Regions from separate parts of the Oryzias latipes genome. Here region 1 is linked to region 2. The links are chromatin contacts, called in public Hi-C maps. All regions are on one chromosome and are shown on one strand. The core of a region is the stretch at or near the end of the contact, and the rest is flanking DNA. Distances in the headings are between cores, read along the strand shown. Region 1 holds the start of pim3 (serine/threonine-protein kinase pim-3). Region 2 has its middle 67 kb from the start of LOC111946918.

Evidence for each region. A called contact is a pair of places that touch in the nucleus more often than the background predicts.
Region 1: a Hi-C map of gastrula embryo shows a contact between it and region 2, with 1.9 times the contacts expected there. The contact joins the promoter of pim3 here to the enhancer-like site in region 2. A contact is called at or near these places in 3 of 5 Hi-C or Micro-C datasets (embryo and gastrula embryo).

The regions. Positions count from the first base shown.
Region 1 is chr23:7,256,301-7,260,383 of ASM223467v1, reverse strand. pim3 (serine/threonine-protein kinase pim-3) reads right to left here and starts at 2,020. Exons shown (of 6, transcript XM_004082907.4): 1 at 1,542-2,020; 2 at 1,346-1,455; 3 at 1,215-1,265; 4 at 753-1,116; 5 at 51-227. The coding sequence starts at 1,626.
Region 2 is chr23:7,068,012-7,071,982 of ASM223467v1, reverse strand. No RefSeq gene overlaps it. Among protein-coding and RNA genes, the nearest start is that of LOC111946918, 67 kb to the right of the region's middle. Within about 2 kb of position 1,997, at least 5 of the 8 cell types and tissues checked have an H3K27ac peak or open chromatin away from gene starts, as enhancers often do. A contact at or near this core is called in embryo and gastrula embryo, where this site is marked.

The DNA.
Region 1 (4,083 bases), core at 771-3,270, 190 kb before region 2:
TTACAGCTAGGTGGCGTCAGAGCCACTCTGTTTGAGACCCTGTGACTTACCAGGTGAGACCCTCCTCCTGAAGTAGACTTTTCCTCTGAGGATCTCCTCATCCTGCTCAAAGGGGATGTCTCCACACACCATGTCGTACAGCAGCACGCCTAGCGACCACACTGTTGCCGAGCGACCGTGGTATCTATGGAAACGGATCCACTCAGGTGGGCTGTAAACTCTTGTACCTGCAAGAAAACAAAAGAGGAAAAAGCGGGGAGGTTGAGTGACAGCGAATGCATCACTTTTCAGCCTTCACATAAAAGCCAAATAAAGAAATAAAGCGCCCCCACCCTTTGTGTCTCGTAACCCCCCCTCCCTCATGAAAGGAGGAATTTAGATCCCAACGTGAGCCAATCACGTGAGCCGCCGGCTCGGGTTTCACAACAAACAGATGTTACGTGGCACCGTGACTCAGACGGCGACAAACTAATGACCGGAAACAGCAAAAGATAAACAGCACAGTCACATATTTCTGTTTTGCATGAAAAATCTGAGTCACCTCGGTGATATTTTCACCAACAGACCGGGAGACTTGGCGAGGAAAACCCTCCACCAAAAACAGAACACTGCGTCACGCGGCAGTGAACGCCTCCGCGTCTCAATATAGCGCGGCAGGAAAGGGCACGCGCGACACCTAGCTTAATGCATATCCACGACCATAAAAACAATAAACGCTACAGCCAACAAGAAGGATAAAAATGATTCCTCACCGTCAAAATCCGTGTAGACCGTGTCCTTCAGAATGGCCCCTGAACCAAAATCGATCAATTTGAGCTCCCCGGTGCGTAAATCCACCAGCAGGTTTTCGTCTTTGATGTCCCGGTGGACGACGCCGCAGCTGTAGCAGTGTCGGACCGCCTCCAAAACCTGGCGGAAAAAGCCGCGCGCCGTGCCTTCGTCCAGGGCTCCCTTCTCGGTGATAAAGTCGAACAGGTCCTTGACCAGGTCGGGCCTCTCCATGACGATGAGCCAGCCGTCCGGCCGCTCGTAGTAATCCAGCAGTTTGATAACTCCCCGAAAAGACGAGCTGACCTTCTTCAGCAGCAGGATCTCCAACGGAACCATGACTCCGTTCTGCGACAACAATTGAGATTTTTAAAGTAACAGAAGAGACCCCCCGGTGACAAATCGCGGGGGTGGCAGGGACCAAAACAAATCACACGGGGACTTACAATTGAACCCCACTCTGTCACCCTTTCCTTCGCGACGTGTTTCACAGCAACCTGGAACAACAAAGCACACGTTGTTAAGGTCGACCGAACCACATGGGGGGATGAAAACACAAAGTTCGCCATGTCCTTACCGGCGCGCCATCGGAGATCCGATTGCCGGCATACACCGTCCCAAACCCTCCGCTGCCCAGCACCGACCCCACCTGGTAAACCCTCTCGAAGGGCTCCTTCTCCACTTTAACTGCAAGGAAAAATATTAATTTAATTAAAATCGTTAAGGAGCTTCTTTCATCTTAAAAAAAACGACGGTCATTGAAGGCAACATACCCGGCGGGAGTATCTTCACTGGAATATGGTCCATACTTGAAGGATTGCAAATGTGCGAAAATGAACCTAACTTTGTAAGCAGCATATTCGAGCGGAAAATCAACTGTAAACGGTTCTTGAGTGACTATCTAGAGGAATCTTTCCCACACAAAAATAAAGATAGAATTTAAGAAGAGGCGCAGTTTCTGCAATGGTGCGGCTGCAGTGAAGTAAATCCAGTCCAGCAGTGCGCCAACTCCGCCGCACCGCGCCCGTCAAAGTCGTGTCACGACCGTGAAGTCGCTGCCAGCTCAGCCGACAACCAGCATTAATCTGGCCACTTTGTTCCGGCGCAAATAAAAAAGGGTCCGCTTTTGTAAGAAAAAAAATAAAGAAGTAAACTCTTCAACGCGATGCAGCTGTAGTACTCGCCGTTTAAATGGCCACTACGGTATGTTATTATCCCAGAGAGTGGCCGCTGTCTGAGCTTTGGCGCGGTCTTCCCAAGCCAATATTTTGACGCGCAACCCCTCTCGTTGTATCCCTCCGCCACCAATACAAACCGACACTTTCGTCTAATTTCAACCTTACAGTCTATGTTTTTGACAAATATCACCCTCCGTCCCACCAATAAGCGTATTCTATTATTAAATTACACTCTTAATCAAATTCTCCAGCGATATAATAAATTTAGCACTGCACTATTTTTTCATAGTACGAGACGCTCAGGAATCCCTTGTCTGGAAGCTTTGCGCTGTGTTCCCTCTGCACTCAACGGCGACAGCCAATCAAATCGTTTCTATAAATAACGTGCTCCGTCTCCTGACCAATCCGGAGCTCGCTTTCACAGTAAAGCAAGCGTTTGAGCACACGTGGCGGCAACTCCTGTAGACCCCCCTTTCCCCTTTCCCCTGTTTTTCTGCAGCTACAGACAAAATGGATTGAGTGTAAAGTTCAGCTTTTATTGGCATTCCAACTAATTATTATCTCTTTAAAGTTGCTGTGAAGCACAATGTCACTTCACTTCCTTGAACAGTTTGTTTACTATTTGTCAAACCTTTTACTATACAGTGACAAAATTACTAGCTAATATTGTTTCCGCCATTAGTTGGCATTTTATTGATCAAACAAATACAAATTGTTGGAGCATTGAAAAAAAATAAAACGATATTAATTAGCAGCAGTAAAAACATATATGTAAATATATTTAAAGTAACTAAAAAGACGGTAAAAGGAATTGCTGTATTAATTTAAGTAAACATTTTTGTTAAGGAGAAACAGCTTTTTTTCCGCACATTGGAGTTCTAGTTTGCACTGTAAGGTCATTAATGTTTAGACTATACTTTAAACACGCTACACTGCAATAACTCAAATTTAAAGAACACGAAAAGACCCTCGTTTAAAGGAAAAAAAATCTTATTTTCTGAGTTGCAAGAAAAAATATTTTCTTAAGAAAGTTTTTCAATTGCAAAATAATAATAAGTTCAAGGAATCATGTCTCAATGACTTTAATTTTACATAGAATTTTTGGTGATACAGTTGTTTTTACCACATTGGTAGATTTTGCTTATGTAAAGAAAAATGTAGACATTTTAAGATTTTTTTTTTACTTAATTCTACTGGGCTTGGTTTTGCAGTGTACCTAGCATGCTTAAATTGAACTTTTCATAAAACCTTACATATAAACATCATATGCACAAGTACTAGAATGAATGACAATGTTCAAATTTTCAAAAAAGGCTTTGGATGGGGTTCCAAACTTCCAAGCTCTCTTTTTTAATTGTATCCAGGCTTAAATTTATACAAACATCGGTTCTGAACAAAAAAAGACTTAAATTTGAAAAAAAATCTAAACTCAATCATTTTTAAAAATATTTTATATTGAAAGGTATTATGAGTTAAAATACAGTGTCTGTGAAATGTCTGCATTACTCAAAAATGAAAGTCAGTTTAACCCCAGATCTCGCTTACCTTGCGAGAACACAAAGTAACATTTGATCACAGAACAGTAACAGCTGCTCTAACATTAGTTGGTTATTGAGGAACATGTGAACATAGTCCTTTTATTATTGGACAGAGATACATTTCCAGCAGTGGACGGGTTGTGTTTAAGGTTCCCTGCACCTTTAGCTAGGACTGCTGTTTAAAGAACATTCATTTCTGCTCTAAGTGATCCTAAAAATTTATTAAATTTGACTTAACGGAATGCATGACCCTCGTTTGAAGTTATATTGGATTGTTTTATGATAGAGAACACTAGCTTAGGGGGGGCCTCTTTACATTTTTTAGCCCAGTGCCCCCAAATTTGATTGGGGTACCACTGCTAAATCTATAAAAATGACCTAAATCTTCTGAAACTGTCAGATCATAAACAATAATTAAAACTAGATTCGTTTTTACTAAAGGCATTTCAATTTTATTCGACTTGCAAGAACACGGAAAAAAACAAACAAACATCTAGCTGACAGCTGGATCCAAGGAGCCAGCTGTTCCACTTCTGTTTGAGAACTTTCCAGCCTCATCCCATAATGTCTATCATGGCCTTGCCTGTCGTTGAACTTTC
Region 2 (3,971 bases), core at 748-3,247:
CGACCAAGGAGAATGGTGCTTTTGCACACGTGTCTGGAGCTTCTGAAGTTACAGTAAAAAACAATTTGGGGGCGCTCAAACACAAAACTGCCTTTCTGAGCACATTTACCAGCGAAGAAGATAGACGCCAAGTAGCGTCTACACTGCCGCGAAGAAATAATGACGGACATTCTAAAATATCCCCGAACCACCATATCAAGCACCAGTTGGAGCAACTGGTGCTGGAAATATTCATGTTTTCTTTGTTTGATTCTGACAAGCGTGTAAATACTTGCTCTCTTCTTCTGAGTGAAAAGCGACTTTAAGAAGCGTAAAGTTGCGGAGCACCACCTTGTGTACAGGAGTATTTCTGTTTTACATTAAGCGCCATCTAATGTCAGGGAATGAAATTGCATGTTCGCTCGGCTCATCTTCAGCGAAAATCGCCTGAGTGTGAACACAAAAAACGTGGCGAAAAATGCTGGCGAATAACACCTGGCGAATATTCGTCCCGGTGTGTACGGGGCTTAAGTGGAACCTTGAGCAGGGTAAGTACGGGGCAGGTACTCGCACCTTACTAAAGACTGGAGTGTGGTGTTAGGGCACTGTGCAACAGCATCACCGTTAAAGCATACAATGTAAGTGAGTGCAACTCGCGTTAGCCACATGAGTAATTCATGATACACCTACCAATTGACTGTATAATAGAATTGGACAGAGTGAGAAATGTTTTACTTCCAGCTTAGTTACCATTTTTTTGCGATACGGACACTATCGTGTTGAACCAGGCAACGTCCATAAGCAGTGATTGGTCTGAGTCAACCACTCTTGCCAACGCACGAAATCTGTCAATCAAATGTTTTGCACGTTTGACGACATACCGCCTAGTTTTGTTGAGGCATCTGATTGGTCAATTTATAAAATATCACGAAAAATATTAGTATTAGCAAGAACACAATTAAAAAAAGGTTGCAGAGAAAGAAATGTTCTTCTGGCAAATAGAATGACTGAGTGATAGCTGTTTATTCAATAGAACTCTATGGGAGTTAGGAAGCACCCACTGGTTCCAAAAAGCCAGTTTGGAACACGGAGGGGGGAGGAATCACTCAATCCACTTCTCTTATAAGAGTCAATGCAATCACCACACGCATGACAATGGTAGGTTTCTTTTTCACAACGTCCCAGGTAGCCTCCATGGGGCCGGTCAATCCGAAAGCCCACCGTACAGTTCAACCCCCTTATGAGAGAACAGTCATGCGTATATGCTCTGATACTATGAATTGCTCATTAACAAGAGCTTGACTCTACGATGCTTGGCCGATACCATCATATATTAGCAGATTTAGGTCAGTTTGGGGATTTGTGTCTTTCCCGAGGGCACTATGACGTCTTTTTCTTCCTCACAACTATACAGATTACAGTCTGCGTGAATAGTTGTGGTTATTTGATACAAAACACTTGAATCTAAAAGAAATGTTAATGTTCCTCTATTGCGGTCTGTACAGGATCATTTGAAAATCCCCTGAGCCCTTGTATTTTCACGTAGGGGTGGGACACTGGGGCCCTGTTTTTCAGCGTTTATCTCTGCAGGATTTTTTCTTTCCCATGTTTATACAGTAAGCTATTATATTCCCTCAGCTCTCCAACCAATCCGTGTCCCTGTGCTGACACACAATATTGCAATTCTCCCTCCTTTTACAGCCCTTTTCTCTCCCCGTGTTTATACACAGTGTGACTGTTCCCTCTCTTGGCCTTTTAAGAGTCTCACTCTTGGACGCAGCCTTAAATGGAAAGTCTATACATGCTGTCTGTTTGTGAAGCCCAAAGAGCTTCCATTCAAAACAGCTGAGCGTTTGTAATGGCCTGTTTATGTTTTAAAAGGGCTTTTTTTTTCCACAGTAACCCACTGTCACGTCTGGAGCCGGGCTCCAGTGCCGCGCGGCAGAGCCGGGGCGCGCTCCTGCCCGAACACGCCGGCGTGCTCGAGAGACAGCAACAGCAATATGGATTTAATTAGTCTTATTATTCTAATCATGGGCTGGACATGACAGGCCGTGCCACTGGGCGGGGAGGGGGAGAGAAGGGGGGGAGGGGGTGAAAGCAGGGGGAGGGGTAAAGATGGCGCTGATTGCAGGGATTACGGGATTATTATGGACGCTTGGAAATTATGCACTTCTTTCCAGGAAAAACCTCAGAATGCAGAAACTGGTTAAAGGCCTCTTTCTGTGCTTCTGTGAAAAAGCTGTTGCTCTTATTATTGGTGGGGGTGGGGGGCGGGGGGGGAGGGGGCACATGTGCATCACTGCCCAAGCTCGCCACATGTGAAAAAATATGGAAAGGTTTTAATTTTATGTAGAAATGGAGACTTTTGACGGACAGATGTCAAGCATCATAAGGTGAAAGGTGGGTGCGTCAGCCCCGTAATAGGCGGATGTAAGGGTACCCCCCCATACACACACACACACCACCCTTACACTGCTGTTAATTGCCCTTACTCCATAACCTGCTGAGGCGTCTCTGGGGAGGAGATGTAGATAGGAGAAGGTGGGTGTGAGTGTGTGTGTGTGGGGGGGGGGGGTTGTGCAGTGGAGTCTGCCATCTGCTCTGACTCCTGACTGCGCTCCTCCTCCCCCACCACCAACAAGGATCCACCCTTCAGATCGACATCTCCCGCCTTTTTTTTTTTTTTTCTGGGGGTCCTCAGGATGGCTGTTTTGAAGAAAAGAAAAAAAGAACGCACACGTGTGTTCGTTTGTGCGCGTGCACACGCACTACCCATCGGTTCGCACAGGAGGCCTTGCCCACGTGGCTCTGAACGCTTCAGTGAAAAAGCAGAGGATACGCCATCCAAATGATAAGTCGCACATGGTTGGGGCATGTGCGGCGGCAAAGGTGACTCACCCAGTCTGAATGGAAGCATATTGAAAATGTTTTTTCTTTTGTTTTGTTTTTTTTTAAAAAGGACAACTGCCGACAAAATGCTGATTGAAGGAAGACAGAGAAAGAGGGGATGGGGGTGGGTTAAGGTAGGGTGGGGCACCCAGGAGGCGCAGACGGGATCCTTGGTGGTGACAAGTGTCTGGCTCTTTGTGTTGTTTGTGACGCATTGTTCCAGCAGCTGAAGGAGGCGGCGGCTTGTCGAGGGCCGTGACTGACATCTGGATGAAGTGTGGATCAGCTAGAAAGGTGTGAGTGCAAGTGCATGTTCAGAGCAGCTGGACGTGCAAAGTGCCCCCCCTGAAAAATAACTCCAGTTTAACAGCAGCGTTTAACCCCGTAAAGTCCACTACATCAAAGAATTGACGAAAAATTCTGATTTTTTTAAAATTAAGATGGTTTGTTAACCATTTGATGGAATCCACACACAAAAAAAACAAATTTTTAGTAGCAATTATGGCACATTTGAGTGTTTTGCTAAGTTTTTCACAAACAACAATGTAAGTTTAGGATTTAAAAATACTGTCAGTGTTTAGGAAAATAAAAGCACCTGATTTACCCACTGTCTCAAATTTGATACACACATTTTTAATGCTTAGTGACTGTATTGCAAAGAATACATCATTAAGACATTTAGCATTTAAAACTAGAATAAAATTAGGAGACCTTTTTTCTTATTGTCTCACGGAAAATAAGAAAAATGACAGGACCAGGCTGGCTCCCCATCCTGCAGCGGGTGTCTGTCTGGTCACCAGCTCGCCTCCCGGGAGGTGACACAGTGATCGCGTTGACTTCAGCCCCATGCGCCCTGCGACAGACTGTCTAAGGTGTCTTCACCCAACATTAGTAGGGACGGGCTCAGGAAACCCCGCTGCTCCCAAGAGGTTACAGCAGGTTGCTAAAATGAATGGAAGTTAAGGAGAACTACCGGATCAATCCACCATATTGGATGTGTGTTCTACCCGCTGTCGCTGAAAACGTCACGTGCACAAAGTTGAGTCCCTAAACGGTTAGCGTTATATCTGGACGTGATCTTCTGTCTCCTGACCCTGTTT